3 separate regions of the Mus musculus genome follow, and all the other regions are linked to region 3. Evidence: chromatin contacts called from public HiChIP or PLAC-seq and capture Hi-C data. All regions are on one chromosome and are shown on one strand. Each heading gives the region's core, a stretch centred on a gene start, on an enhancer-like site or on the middle of the called end of the contact. The rest is flanking DNA. Distances are from core to core; before and after follow the strand shown.

The links. HiChIP or PLAC-seq counts read pairs in DNA pulled down with a chosen protein or histone mark. Capture Hi-C pulls out chosen DNA fragments and counts their contacts.
Region 1: an H3K4me3 HiChIP or PLAC-seq map of embryonic basal ganglia shows a contact between it and region 3, with 4 times the contacts expected there. The contact joins two enhancer-like sites. A contact is called at or near these places in 1 of 484 Hi-C or Micro-C datasets (the N1E-115 cell line) and 2 of 115 datasets of contacts at active chromatin or transcription factors (embryonic basal ganglia and embryonic forebrain).
Region 2: a contact with region 3 is called in a capture Hi-C map of embryonic tail, with 5 times the contacts expected there. The contact joins two enhancer-like sites. A contact is called at or near these places in 3 of 484 Hi-C or Micro-C datasets (nephron progenitors and uterus), 6 of 115 datasets of contacts at active chromatin or transcription factors (a beta-TC-6 cell line, embryonic basal ganglia, embryonic forebrain and 3 more) and 2 of 9 other capture datasets (embryonic tail and embryonic trunk).

The regions. Positions count from the first base shown.
Region 1 is chr5:131,767,968-131,772,948 of GRCm38.p6, reverse strand. Auts2 (autism susceptibility candidate 2) reads left to right here. Exons shown (of 20, transcript NM_001363480.1): 5 at 2,160-2,189. Among named protein-coding and RNA genes, the nearest start is that of 4930563F08Rik, 110 kb to the left of the region's middle. Within about 2 kb of position 3,453, at least 11 of the 459 cell types and tissues checked have an H3K27ac peak or open chromatin away from gene starts, as enhancers often do. A contact at or near this core is called in embryonic basal ganglia, where this site is marked.
Region 2 is chr5:131,583,364-131,588,007 of GRCm38.p6, reverse strand. The region is part of intron 5 of Auts2 (autism susceptibility candidate 2); the gene reads left to right. Among named protein-coding and RNA genes, the nearest start is that of Gm29681, 170 kb to the right of the region's middle. Within about 2 kb of position 1,452, at least 40 of the 459 cell types and tissues checked have an H3K27ac peak or open chromatin away from gene starts, as enhancers often do.
Region 3 is chr5:132,073,519-132,078,241 of GRCm38.p6, reverse strand. The region is part of intron 2 of Auts2 (autism susceptibility candidate 2); the gene reads left to right. Among named protein-coding and RNA genes, the nearest start is that of 4930563F08Rik, 200 kb to the right of the region's middle. Within about 2 kb of position 3,406, at least 101 of the 459 cell types and tissues checked have an H3K27ac peak or open chromatin away from gene starts, as enhancers often do. A contact at or near this core is called in embryonic basal ganglia, where this site is marked.

The sequences.
Region 1 (4,981 bases), core at 2,204-4,703, 310 kb after region 3:
GCCCTAGTTCATTTCCTGTTTCTGCTGGTGACTCCATCTGCTCCCATATACAGGTGGCCACAGTAAAAACCTTGGCACCCTCCTGGACTCACCTGCCACTTCTTTTCCCTAGCCATGTATTACCAAGACCTATCTACTCTCACTGCAGATCTACTGAGCCATCTGTTCCACCCTCCCCCAAACTAGGCACTATTCTGGCGTAGATAGTGGCCTGGTTGCCAAACTGTTCCCACTGTGGCCATCTCTCCTCCTAGCAAGTGCTGTCTCTCCAACACCCATACAAAGTGATCTCCTTTGCACAGTATGTTGGGTGAGCCACAGAGCAGCCTGAGGCTGTGCCTCAGATGTCCTGTGCTTCATCTTGATTGACTCCTATCCAGCTCAGTAGCACCTCTCCAGGGCTACAAAGTGAAGCCATACCTACAATCATACTTTCTCATCGTTTACCCTAACGTACTCCTTCATTATATATATGTATGTGTGCACGCTCATGTGTGTGGAGACCAGAGGTTAACCCTGAGTGACTTTCCTTAGGACTTGTCCATCTTTTTTATTGAGTCTTTCCCTAGGATCTGGGGCTCACTGATTAAGCTAGGCTGCTTGGCCAACAAGCTTCAGGGATCTCTCTCTCTCTCTCTTTACTCTTCCCTAAGAACTGGGATGACAGATGTGTGTCTCCATGTTCATTTTTTTCACCTGGGTCCTGAAAACCAAGCCAAATTAAAATCCTTGTGCTTCCTCAGCAAACATTTAACTAACTAAGTTATCTCACCAGCCCCATTTTTTAACCCATGATCTGTTAACAAAACATTCTTAGCTTTTAGAAGAGCATAGGGTCTTTGTTTCCCTTCTGCTTCTGTCAAGAAACCCAAAACTGGGTGATAATTCCCTTTCTTTGGTTCTTCCAGATCTAGAGCAACAACTGGTATTTGGCTTATCACACTACTTATTATTCTTGGCACGTCACCTGCAAGGAGTTTTCCTTCTCCCCATTGCTGTGACCAAACATCCAACTGTAGTAACTCATGGAAGAACTTGCTTTAGCTCACAGTTCAGGGGTCCAGTCCATCATGGTGGGCAAGGCAGAGCACCAGAAGTGTGAGATGGAAGGTCACTCACTGTTCCATTGCTGTGAAGAGACACCATGTCCCAGGCAACTCTTAGAAATCATTCAATGTGGGATGCACTTTCAGTTTCAGAGGTTCTTTCATCATGGTGAGGAGCATGCAGCACCCAGGTAGAAAGGGTGTTGGGGATGTGACTTAGAGGTCTATGTCCTGATCCAGAGAGAGAGTGGGCTTGGCATGAGCTTTTGAAACCTCAAAACCTACCTGCTGAGACACACACTTCCTCCAACAAGGCCACACCTCCTAATCCTTCTAATCCTTCTAAATAGTGGCACTGGCTGGTGATGAAGCATTCAAATAGATGGGGGAGGGGGGTGGCATTCTTATTTAAACCACCACAGCCATATTGCAGCCACACTCAAGCAACAGCAGAGAGATTTAAATGCTCAGCTCACTCTCTCCATTTCATTTAGTCTAGACCCTTAATCCATAGGATGACACCACCCACATTTAGGGAGGTTTTTCTCTCCTCAGTTAATCCAGTCTAGAGAATTCCTTACAGACCAAAGGGGATTCAGGATCCTTTTAAATTGACAGTTGATATTAACACCCCAATGTCAGAGGTGTCCAGCCTTCCCCCTCTCAAAAGTCCTGGCAAGAGATTACAGTGAACCCAACTTCTTTTCTTCTTGAGAAAAGATTTGGGAAAATGACTCCCCAAAGCTGAAGGCAGAGCACGTCCTTCTGTAGAAATAATTTTTTTCTAGAACCCTCAGAAGGATCTTGAGTCCCCTTCCTCCTGTGGCAGGGTTAGCCCCTCGCTTGGTGTCCCTGTGTTCTTCTAAATTGTGTGTGCGTGCACTCGAACATGGGGGGGGGGGGTTTGGGGAGAGTGGAGTCTCTTACTGAGGATAGGGCACTAATGTGAGAACAGATATTTTCTGTTTGTCTAGCACTGGAGCTGTAGAGCATATACAGTCCAGAGAAGGCCCCTTTCCTCTATTTGCCCCGCCTCGGAGAAGGGGGGACGGGTATCTGATGCAAATTGCATAATCACCACATTGACCTTTATTTTCTCGTCTTCATTTCTAGTGCGACAGTGACAGCGACCAGGAAGAGAAGGTAAGACGCCACCCCCTCCACTGCAAACACAACCCACAAGGCTCTGGGTGCACTGTGACATGCCTACTGGTACCTGTTCCCTTGTGAAGGCTGTCTTATTGGTCACACTGTGACATTTTCAATGATAAGATACACTGTGCCAAATCTGTGACATCCTCCTCTTTGAAACATGCTGCTTCATGTCTCATTTTTGTCACACCAGATTTTCACTTCATAGACCCCCAAAAACAGTTTTAAAGAGAAATTGATTTTTTTTTTTTGGTTCATGGTAGAAAGATTGTACTTCCTCCTGTGTATTTATAATGTCATGTCTACCTGCCTTTGACTGACCTCCTTGTTTCCTCCTACTTTTCCATAGCTTCCTAGTAGAAATGTCAGTGGTGTACTGCTAAGAATTTCCTCACAGGGCAGGGTGGACAGGGCTGGGGGTGGGGGCTCTGCTGTCTTCTGTGGGTGGGTGTTGGGGAAGGGGCATCTCCCCAGCAGGTCTCCCCTCTACCTGAAAGCTGAGGCCCAGCCTCAGTGTATACAGATCAACGCAGATGAAGAAGGAATCCAGACTCTGAGCCTTCAGAAGATCAAAATCGGGACCAGTAAAGTAGGTTTTCTGTTGACTAAAGCAAAAGGTTTATGGGTGTGTTTTTTTCTTCCTTGCTGTTGACATCTGCCAAACAAGTGTCTTTCCATTTTTTTCTGATGCCTTGTGTAACTTAAAAACTTACCTGAATCTCAGAGTGTGTGCACTCCATGGTCCCAAAGCAATCGGTCAGTCCTCCCTTCCCCTGTGCCCCGTTCCATGATTTCCACCTCCTTCCTGCTGGCTTATCCTCCCCAGAATCCCACGGTTGGTTCTCGTGCCTGATCGTTCCCCATCCATCTCTCGGACTTTCTCCCTCCGCCTCCACCACAGCCTCCAGGAGAGATCTGAAGGCTCCTGTTCTCCACCGTCATTAATTTGAATTCAGCATATGTAGCCGGTTATAAAACCCGAGACACCATCATCTGAGCAGGTCAAGCATATTCAGATGAAGACAAATGGTGCTTATTTGATTTCCTTAAAATCAGGAAATGAAAAAAGTGCTCTCTGGAGAAATCACGCTCCGCCTGACTTAGATGATAGACCAGCTCGTGTCCCCCAGATAAGAACAGCCTCTCGCCTGGAGGTTTTTATCTCTGAAGGACGGCCAGGACTGTCAGCCTGCTGACATGTGCATTATCCATGTCATTTTAAACAAAGTGACCTATGGAAGGGTGCGCCGTGCTGTGACATGGTAATGGGCTGTTGGATGACAGCGGAGGTACACACTGGGTAGGGGGCTGCGGGCTGCTCTTTTGTTTAACTGACAAGTCAGTGCTTCCTGCCTCCAACCCCCAGGAGAGAATCTTAGCTCCTTAGAAGTAGGACCTTGTGTATTTTGGACAGCCAACTTGTGTCAGGATACGTGACAGCATACAAAGTTCAATCGCTGCCCATGCTAGCTCCAAGGTCACATGGACATAGGACAAAACCCTCCATAATTCTGTGGGGCGCCTTTGGCACCCAGGAAGATGCTGCAGCCTTTTGACCATTTTGAGAGCTCTACAGGAAAGCGACAGCTGGCCTCACTTCTACAAGAGGGCTGATTTTATTCAAGGTCTTTGTGTGCACACTTGCGTATATGTGCAGTTTCCTGTAAGGGTGGGTCCATGTGTACCTGTGTGCAGGTACATGCAGAGGCCATTACCAAGTGTTGCCTATATGATTTTTAGGATAGACTCTTGTTAGCCTGGAGTTCACTAAGAAGGCCAGGTTTTCTGGCCAGCAAACTGTAGGAACTGTCCTGTCACTGCCTGCCCAGGACTGGGATCCTAAGCCTGTGGGTTCTGGGCATTGAAGTCATGTTTGAACAGAAAGCTCTTTCAAACAAGCTCTCCCGCTAGTCCAGGCATCTTTATTTCAAAAGCCTGAATGCATAGACCTGTCATGCCAACATCTAGGAGACTGGGTCAGCAGAATTTCAAGTTTCACACCAGCATGTCCTACATAGGGAGCCTCTATTTCAAATAAATAAGTAAAGTGGATTCCATATTGACACAGCTGCCTGCAGTAGTGGGAGAAGGTGGTAAAAATTCCTCATTGCTATTTTTTTCATAGTATCTCAGTCAAGGCTCTTGGCCTTGGTTATACCCCAGAATCTCCAAGGAACTACCCCAGACCTGGTCTCCATTCCAGGTCCCTTGCCCTGGAGTCTCTGAGGACATCCACCATCATTAATCTAGATCCTTAGGCTCTGGTTGTTTCTAGAATGGCATGGTTGTCGTCATTAGAAATATTGGAAGGGGATGATCAAGGTGATTGGGAGCAGCAGCAAAAAGCCAGAAAAATGAACAACTGAGTCCCAGGCTGTGTGAGGAGAGTAAACAGGCAGGACTAAGGGTAAGACATCAGTCGGTGGGCAGGGGGCAGGAGGCACGGTCTTTTTGTGCACGGTACACCCCCTGCTTAAGCACTGGGGTGTAATTTGTTTGCATCTTGAAGATCATGAAGGCTTTTGAAACTGGGAGCTACGCCCTCTCTGCTATCCCTGCTCTAACATGGGTGTTTCTCCAGGGGGTTCCCAGCAGGGACCCAGGAGCCTCTAATTGCACCAGCGCCTGCCTGGCCCACGTGTAGTTAAGTCTGCCAGCCTTCTCCTTTTCCAGCTGAGACAGGGTAGTGTTTATCACCAACCTGAACACCATCCTCCCAGCTTTGCAGGGGCCCTGTCAGCCTGCTCCATGGCTGGGCCTTTCCCTGGAGCCCCTGAGCCCAC
Region 2 (4,644 bases), core at 203-2,702, 490 kb after region 3:
GTAGCTAGTAGGGGGATATTTTGGAGATTTTCAATCCAAATAAAAGAGAAATGTTAGCTGTGGCATGATACGTGTATTGATAAGTCACAGTGAGCTGGTTATGACAGCACCCACGAGGCAAAGGCAGCAGGATGGAGAGAGGGCTCATGGACAACCTGGATGACATCACGAAGCCTTCGCTCAAAACTTTAAAACAAAGGGCCTAGAGCGGTGTCTCTGGCCAAGAGCCTGTGCTGCTCTTGTTCAGTTCCCAGCACCCACATCAGGCAGCTCATAACTACTGTAAAGATAGCACCAGGGTACTGAATGCCCTCAGCTGTCTTCTTCAGGAGCCTAATGAAGGGTCAGGAGTTCAAGGTCATCCCGTAGCTACATATGAATTGTAGGCAAGGCTGTGCATTTTGATAACCTGACCAATAACAATAATAATTATTATTATTATTACCATTACTACTACTACTACTACTACTACTACTACTACTACTACTACTACTACTAAAATACAATACAGTGCCATGAAAGTAGAACAGAAAAAGAAAAGACTCTCTGCTCTGCTGGTAGCTGCTAAAGATTCCCCCCCCCACCCCACCCACCCCACCCCGAGTCTGACCATTGCCCCAGGCTACCACCTTGGCACTCTGAACTGGGATGGCAGGTTTCAGATGGCAGTGGCCATCGGCTGCTGGTGCCCCTGACCACGTGTGCCGAGGCCAAGTTTCCCCACATTCATTTTTCACCATCAGCCTCTCTGTCTCACCGTCCTTACCTAATTTTTTTTTTCACTCCAAGCTGTAGCTCCATTATTTTGGATGGAAAACAGTCCTCTGGCTTCTGATCTCAGGCTTAAATAAAAATGTCCTCCTGTTCTCCGTGATATATTTGCTTATCGGATTTATTTAATGAAATATGGATTTATGCCATAAATATTGGAGTTGGTGTCGTCCATATTTCAATTAATGGATCATTTATATGTCATGCTAACTTTGTAATTACCGAAATGTAGAAATATAGTGGAGGGAAATGAATCTCTGATCTCCTTTACATTCCGCCCCCATCTGAGGTGTCGGCAAGAGGAGGAAGATTTAATGTGAGGTTTCCTAAAGAAAGGGCAGGGGACTGGAGAAGCAGGTTCCTCCAGCAGGGCTGGTGGAGATTTGTATAGCACTGTGAATTCCAAGCTCCTAACAGTGGTGTGCTCGCTGTCCTCAGAGAGCAGGAAGTGAGGTCGTGGCCAGAGGGTCTGGCCATCAATCTACCTCCAGGTCTTCATGATCATCATCTCTGTCTCGGTCATAAAGCACAAACTATTTTCCCTTTTGCCAAGTCTCAGGCTTAAATGGCTCTAAATATACATGAATATAGATTTCTCACTGCGTCCTGCTGCCGGAATTCACTAGGAACCCTCACCTGACCTGGGAGAGAGAAAATGTGTCCTCCATCCCCTGCGAACCAGCAGCCTGTCACTTGGCTTCATCTTTGGCAGAAGGTTCTGCCCTGGATGGTACCCTAGTGATCTCTCTTGCTCTCTCTCCGTCTCTCATCCCCGCTAGTTGCTAGCCAGAGAAATCTGGCAAGAGGTGCCCAGACAGTGACTCTAACTCATGTACATAATTCTATCAGAATACATCCAATGGTGGAGGAAAAATCATTGTTCTCTCAACTAGCTGAGCTGAAGCCCGAGCAGAAAATACTAAAGTCAGCCGTGCCTTTGAGCTGCCTCTAACAGCGCCCTTTGGAGACCCATTTCATACAAAATTTGAAGCCTGTGTTTATTGCCCATTAAAGCAACCTTTATTTTATGGCAAATGTTGCAGTAATTGCCTTTTACGAAGAGCACTTTGTAACACACATGCACAGTTGAAAGAAAACCACTCTGGTATTGTCTATCGGGACGTAATGGCGCAATTAATTTTACTCCATCTGTTCCTGAGACTTTAAAGGAAAATGGATTTTTTTTTTGAGCGCACTTTAATGAAGAAGATAAAGCGGCCCGGCTGGTGTCCCACAGGCTCTGCGCAGTAAGTTCAGATTATTGCTCAGTCTGTCAGAATGGGCCGCTTCCCTCAGCAGCCGACACAGCCAGCAACCCGCTCTGGCCCCTCGCCGCGCCATTCCCGATGACAAACTGCCAGCCAGCTCCCACAAAAGCACGATTAAAATGTCAGCACAGGATGACGAAGGGGCCAAGAGGGTCCTCGGAGACAAACTGTGTTCAGTATGAGTTAATACTTTACAGCAGGGCTGGGGCCCAGCTTGCTTGCTGGCTGCTCTCAGGCTGTTGGCTCGCCTCGAAGACGATGAAAGGGGCAGGGCTGGCGACTCGGTGGCAGGAAGGATGTGCCCTGCGCATGTCTGTGTGGCTGATAGGTGTGTCACACTTTGGAAGAGGTACCTGTGAGCTTAGACCACTGAATTTTGGTTCCCCTCAGTAGGTTCTTAGCTATAATGACGGGGTTGGGGGTTAGGGGTGGGGTTTGCCCGGAAGGACCCTGTTGCCATAAGCTTTGTCTTGGATGTTGTCAGCATCTTTCAAAGATCACAAGGGCTACTGTGAAGATGCCCAAGAGTGAAGCCATCCATCACAAAGAGATGGCTAGGCAAAGAATATGACCATCATCACCTTAGATTCCATATGCCAGAGTCTCTAGACTCTAATGAATAACTGAGGCAATCAAGGTTCCAACAGCATGATGTCTTTCTGCCTGCCTGCCTGCCTGCCTGCCTGCCTGCCTTCTTAACTCAGGGCCTTAGCTGAGTAGCTAGTTCCTTAGCTTGTTCCAGCCTTAGCTGGTTCCAAATTTGCTGAGTAGCTGAGGATGACCTTGAACTTCTAATCCCCCTGCTGAACCATGCCCAGGTAATGTGGTCCTGGGGATCAAACCCAGGACTTCATGCATGCTAGGCAAACACTCTGTCCATTGAGCTGTGTCTACAGCCCAGCACAATGTCTTGTATTGGCCTATCAGCAACCCCAGGCCACAGTCCAGTAACCCAAGCAGAAGACAAGCCAGGCAAACTGCATCCTTTCCCCTGTCTCCCTCACTACAGCTGTGCGACCACAAGGAAGCGATGAAAAGGCCAGGGATTTACATCTCTGGCCTCCTGCAGAGACCTGGTCTGCCATCCTCGCCAGGCAGCAGGTGTGAGCTGCTGCCATTGTCCCTAATGGTTATTACCAGCAATAAGCAGGACAAATGTGAGGTCATCTCTCCCGCTGGCAGGTCAGAGGGGGATGGATGGCAAGCCCCTTAGAGACTAGGAAATGAGATGGTCAGTATCCATGGGGGAAGTGTCTCCAAGGCCAGGCTGCAGCGATGCTAAGCAAAGGGCAGAGGGGAGGGGAGGTGGGACGGAAGACCTCTTGTAGTGTGATTCCAGATGTCCACTCCTACTCAAGAGCAGTCAGGGGTGACCATTGTTAGTGGGGAAGCAAGCCAGTGTACATGCGTGGTACCGACAGGGTAACCACAGGGAGGAAGGAGGGCCCAATGCTGCTGGCTGAGGTCAGGGGGAGTTGGTTTCCTCCTGGCACATCACCACAGGGCCAAAGCCTCACAAAAGGTAGTTGAGAGAAGCCCTGCTGGTTTCTAATTAAACTTCTCACCGCCCTTCACCCTTCGGTCATTTATCCGGGGAGGACTGCCAGGCTTTCTCACTTCCTGGCTGCTCTCTCCCACTCTTGTCTTGTGACTGCTTCTCTGATGGCGAGGGAGCCTCCCACAGTTCTCCTGCTTATCTTATGTCCTCCTCTCTCCCTCTTGCCATGGTTCCCACCTCTCTCCCTTGATCTGGCCTCTCCTCTTCTCCTCCCCCCCCCCCCCCCAGCTTTCTATCAGCCCCATCTCCTGAAAGTGTTTTCCTGGATCCTTCTGCCTTTTTATGGTTCTCAAAGGTTCTTCCTTCCGCCACCAGTTTTCCTGTCTTGAACATCACCTGGCTTTTAGGGTACAAACGGATGTCTTGGGGGCTACTAAGTACACAATAGCTTCACTGTCCTGAAACATCAACCTCTTAAAGCAACCAGTGTTCCATTACCATCTCTGCAGGGAGGTTACAAGGGGACCTTTAAGTTCCTCCATACACTATAAGGTTGCTGGAAGGAAAGACAGACAAGGGAATGGGAGACTCCTTTTAACGGTACTCACTCCTGTGTCTGCTTAGAAGCCTTTCAGGGACTCCCACTGACACTCTAGGATGCAAGGGAGTGAGCGAACTGTACTCTGCAGGAATCTTCTAGCAAGCTCTTTGCAGAGCTGGAGGGGGCAGTTGAAGGGAAAGTCACCCCAATTTTGCTCTACCCCTCTCTCTTCTGCTTGGATTTCCTCAAGAGTTACCTCCTATCTCCAACCACCATAAAGGTCTCTGGTTTTCTGCCTACCCATGCCACTGAGGAGGAATGCTGCTCTTTTTGTTATTTTATTGAGATTTGTTTATTTCATTTTGTGTGTGTGTGTGTGTGTGTGTGTGTGTGTGTGTGTGTGTGCTCACGTATGCAATGCTTGCTAAATCCAGAAGAGGGCGTAGTGTCAGATCCCCTGAGCTACAATGTAAGGACTGGGGACATAACTCCAAACTTGGATCTTCTGCAAGAACAGCAAGCACTCAGAACTGCTGAGCCACTTTCTAGCCCCCTCAAGAGAAATA
Region 3 (4,723 bases), core at 2,157-4,656:
TAAGTATGTAGCAAACACAGTACGCTATCGAACATTTCCACTTGTCTTCTGTCCGTTTGTTCTTACTGTCAGTTTTTCTTTATGTATGGTATAAACATTCTACAGCATCCTTGAAAACATAGCAGAAATGTCATTCTCTTCTGAAGCAACAGTATGCAAATTCTTTTATAGTAGTTATGTTCTTGTCATTCCTGGTCATTTTCATTCTCTGTATGGATGTACAGTTGCATATCTTTTTGTATATGTTAGAATATACTGTGATGTTTATTTTTGTACAAGAGTGTTTATTTTACACTGTTTAAAGACATTATAGTGGGTAATACACTTAGGAATACTTGCTGGCCATCATTCTGGGTCCATGTTCAATGAGACCCCTTGTCTCAAATATGGTATTATGTAAAAAAGCAGAAAATTTGACATTATTCTCTGGCCTCTGCACGTACACACATTGATACATCTACCAACACATAAACACATCCTTATGCACATTTCTCTCAAAATGATTTTTTTTTTTTATGGGCTAGAAAGATACCTCAGAAGTGACAAGCATTTGTACTTTGGCAGAGGTCGTGACTTCAGTTCCCTGCACCCACATTCTGCCTCACAACCATCTGTAACTCCATTTACTGAGGACCCATTGCCTTCTTTTGGCCCTAGTGGGCAGCAGCCACACATAGGATGCACACCCATCTATTCTGCTGAAACACTCATACACAGAAAATATAAAGAAATATAAAGTTTTAAAAAAGACTAAAGACACAGTCATTAGATGTAGAAGAATAATTTAGTTTTTATCCTGATTCAGTATTTTGAAACTATTTCCAGTATTTATATTTGTATTATTTAAGTGAGAAAATGAGCTATCATCCTACTTGCTTTTTGTATATGACCTTTTTTATTTCTCTCTTGTTAGTTTGGAAAAACTGGTTATGGTGTCAATGTCCTCCCTCCTTCACTCCCTCCCTCCCTTTAAATATTATTTATTTTATATATTGAGTACACTGTAGCTGTCTTCACACACACCGAAGAGGGTATTGGACCTCATTACAGATGGTTGTGAACCAACGTGTGGTTCCTGGGAATTGAACTCAGGACCTCTGGATGAGTAGTCAGTGCTCCTAACCACTAAGCCATCTCTCTAGCCCCTCGGTGTATTTCTTATGTTCCCTCGTGTTTCTTATGCTTTGGGTTATTTCATTGCTTTTGCTTTCTGGGCTCATACCTTTCATCATGTTGGGAGAACCTCAGCGTTGAGTCCTGTTGATTCTTCCCAACTCATCATTTCCATCACTGTAATGACCCACGTAGAAATTATATCCAAGTACCAGTAAAGAGAACAATTCCTTAGTAGGTTGGATCAATTCCACTGTCAAGAATAGAATGTTTACTATTGCATATGCCAGCAAGATTTTGCTGAAAGGACCCTGATATAGCCGTGTCGTGTGAAGCTATGCCAGTGCCTGGCAAATACAGAAGTGGATGCTCACAGTCATCTATAGGATGGAATACAGGGCCCCCAATGGAGGAGCTAGAGAAAGTACCCAAGGAGCTGAAGGGGTCTGCAACCCTATAGATGGAACAACATTATGAACTAACCAGTACCCCCAGAGCTGATATCTCTAGCAGCATATATTGCAGAAGATGGCCTAGTCGGCCATCATTGGGAAGAGAAGCCCCTTGGTCTTGCAAACTTTATATGCCAGGGGAATGCCAGGGCCAAGAAGCGGGAGTGGGTGGGTAGGGGAGCAGGGCATGGGGAGGGTATAGGGAACTTTCGGGATAGTATTTGAAATGTAAATAAAGAAAATATCTAAGAAAAAAAAGAAAAAAAGAATAGAATGTGACTTGAACACAGGCTCCTTTTTATATTTACACTCTGTTCTTCAGAGAGCTTTCCTGCCTAATTTTTTTGTTGTTGTTGTTTTTAATAGAAGCTTAGGGTTTAAAACCTTTTCTTTTGTAGTCTTTAAACCAAAGATTTAAAAAAATACATGTGTATGTATGTGAGTATGTGAACGTATGAGTGTGAGCATCAGGCAGGCCATGTGTACTATGTCTGGAAGGCATCTTGGTGCCATGTAGCTGGAGCTATTGGCAGGCCTAAGCTGCCCCACATGGATGCTAGCAACCAAAATCTGGTCTTCTGGAAGAGCTGTAAGCGTTCTTAACCACAAAACTCTATTTCCAGCCCTTATACTCAGGATTTTCAAATTTCTTACCTTACCCTTGTCAGTGATGTGAGGGATAAATTATCTTCCAGCTGTAGATGGTGACCTCTTTATTGGGGGGGGGGGCATTCAGTGGCACAGCCAAGTTCTCAGGTCTGAGCCAGCACCGAGCTTATTAAAAGTCGATCTGGTGTTTTCCAGTGTTGGGTTCATATGAAGGCTCTTGTCTCTTGCTGAGAGAGATAGTGATCTACTCTTACTCAGTCCTGTAATTTGCTATGGTGATATACAATGGACAGTCAAGAGCCTTAAATATGGTCTGCTGTCTCTCAAGTTGAGGGTATTATTTTCTTAATCTTATTAATATTTTGTCACAGTTAGAACAAACTCAATGGGGCAGCAGTCAGATCTCCCAAATTATAAGAGCATGCCAGTTGTATGTTCTTAACTAAGAAGATGGTGTTTTAAAAACATCATCTCCCCAAAACAATTTAAAAAAAAAAAAAACCTTTCCCCTTTTAATAACTGTTCTTGGAGAGATGAATGGCAGTCTGTGCCGCAGCTCACACCTCTCACATTAGGCATATTTCAGCCATAAACTTAATTATGACAGGAATTTTCAAACGACTCCACCTTTTTCCCTCTCCTGCACTCAGTCTGAGAGGGATACCACACTCTATTTCTGAGCTGATAAAAATCCTCTTTCTGAAAGCATTTATTATATTACAGCCTCACATGAGCCGAGCTCTATCCTCACCCTGCGTTAAGTGTCTGCGGTAGATTTCATTACAACCATATACTGGAAGTCCTGCCAGTATCCTGGCAGCAGAGTCCTAGTGGAAAATAAATGGCAATAAAAAAGAGAAATGATAGCCTGTGTGAGCGACGAGGAGCACAGCTTTATTGAGACTGGACAACCCCAGAGTAGTGACTTGGCATGCAAACACGAGCTTAAGAGAGAGTGAGTGAAAGTTGATATTGGAATAACGACTCCGCAGCCCAGACATGGGAATAATTTAATTAATTGCACTGAAATTTCTTTGATGAATAGTTATGCGGTGCTAAGCGTGGGGTCGAACAACAGAATGAGTCTCAGCTTTTTAATGGGCTAGCGCAGCTGCAGCTTTGGATGCCTTCCCACTTTATTTTTGCCTGCAGCTCTCCACAGCTCATCCGTGTCTCTCCAGCTAAGCGCGCCGCTCCCGGAGCTCCCTCTCCATGCATTCTGCAGAATTCTGCAGAGCCAGAGCCAGAGCCAGAGCAAGATGACTGAGTGCATTTGGCCGAGGGAAGCCACTGGCTGGTGACTGCTTTGAAATGAAAACCAGATCAAAAGGGGAGGGGCGGGGGCTGAGGGGGGCTGGCAAAAATTGTCGGTTGGTTTTTCTCGGGATGGAAACCTGCGCCTCATCACCCCACCCTCCTCAAATCTCTAGGATGCTTTTACAGAGTCTTTGCTGTTAAGTTGTATAAAGATTTTAATAAAAATGTCTTGTCCCTGGAGAAGGAGGCCGGCTTTTGTTGTCAGAGAGCTGGAGGGAAAAGAGCAGTGCGGCCCAGCTGGAGCTGGGGCATTAATCCCAGGATTCCTAGCCGGTATTTTCAGACAGATCAATTACTTACGGCTGTAACCAATCTCTCTCCGCTCCCTCGCTGTGCTGAGCTCGCTTGGCAGACTTGGCAGCTGACATAACCTTCCAACTTGACAGGACCGCAGCTGCCAATCTCTTTGGGGTCTGCTGGCCCCTCCATCTTTGAGGTTATACAAATGAGCCGTTAAATAAAAATCAAAAGTCAAAAGTTATGGGTGGTAACTTCTTCATGGCTCAGTCACACCCACAGATCCAGGCAACAGTTCTAGATGGACTCAGAATAAATAAATAAAAAGTCAAGATGAACGATCCCGCTGTGTCGCTTTCTTCACTGTGATGGCCAGCCCTCTATAAGAGAGAAAAAATCTCTCTCCAGAGTGAAGAAATTATCCACAGTGGATGCATTTCTTATCAGCTTCTAGGTTGAAAGATGAACTCCAAAGTGGAGAGGAAGGAGATTAGGAGGAGACAAGAAGGGCAGATACAGGTGAGCCGTGTCTAATGCTTTTCACACCGGGTGAGTCACCCGTCTTCAGCTGCTAGGCCGCCTGGGCTCAAGGCCAAGAGATGTCAGATCAGAAAAGAAGTGACCCTCGCTAACACACAGGTGGTGTAGAACATGTACTCTGTTTATAGAGTGTTTCAGCATGAGAATATAGCACTTCTGTGACAGAGCAAAATTGATGGTCTCTGAAGACTGCCCCCAGAATTTATTTAGTGTCGGCAGGTCTCAGTCCTTCTGAACTGGGCCCTTCACAGCTGTGTCAAGCCCACACAGCCCTCCTAGAGGAAGTACTTAGGGGCCAGATACAGGAAACCTTAGGGTCCCTTTGTGATTTCACTCACTAGACGCACAGATGTGCAGCTCCATCTTTTCAGAAGGTCTCAGGTAGCTAAAGCCGGACTTGAACTTTCTGTGTAGGCAAGGATGATTCTCAACCTCTGACCCTCACCTTTGACCCT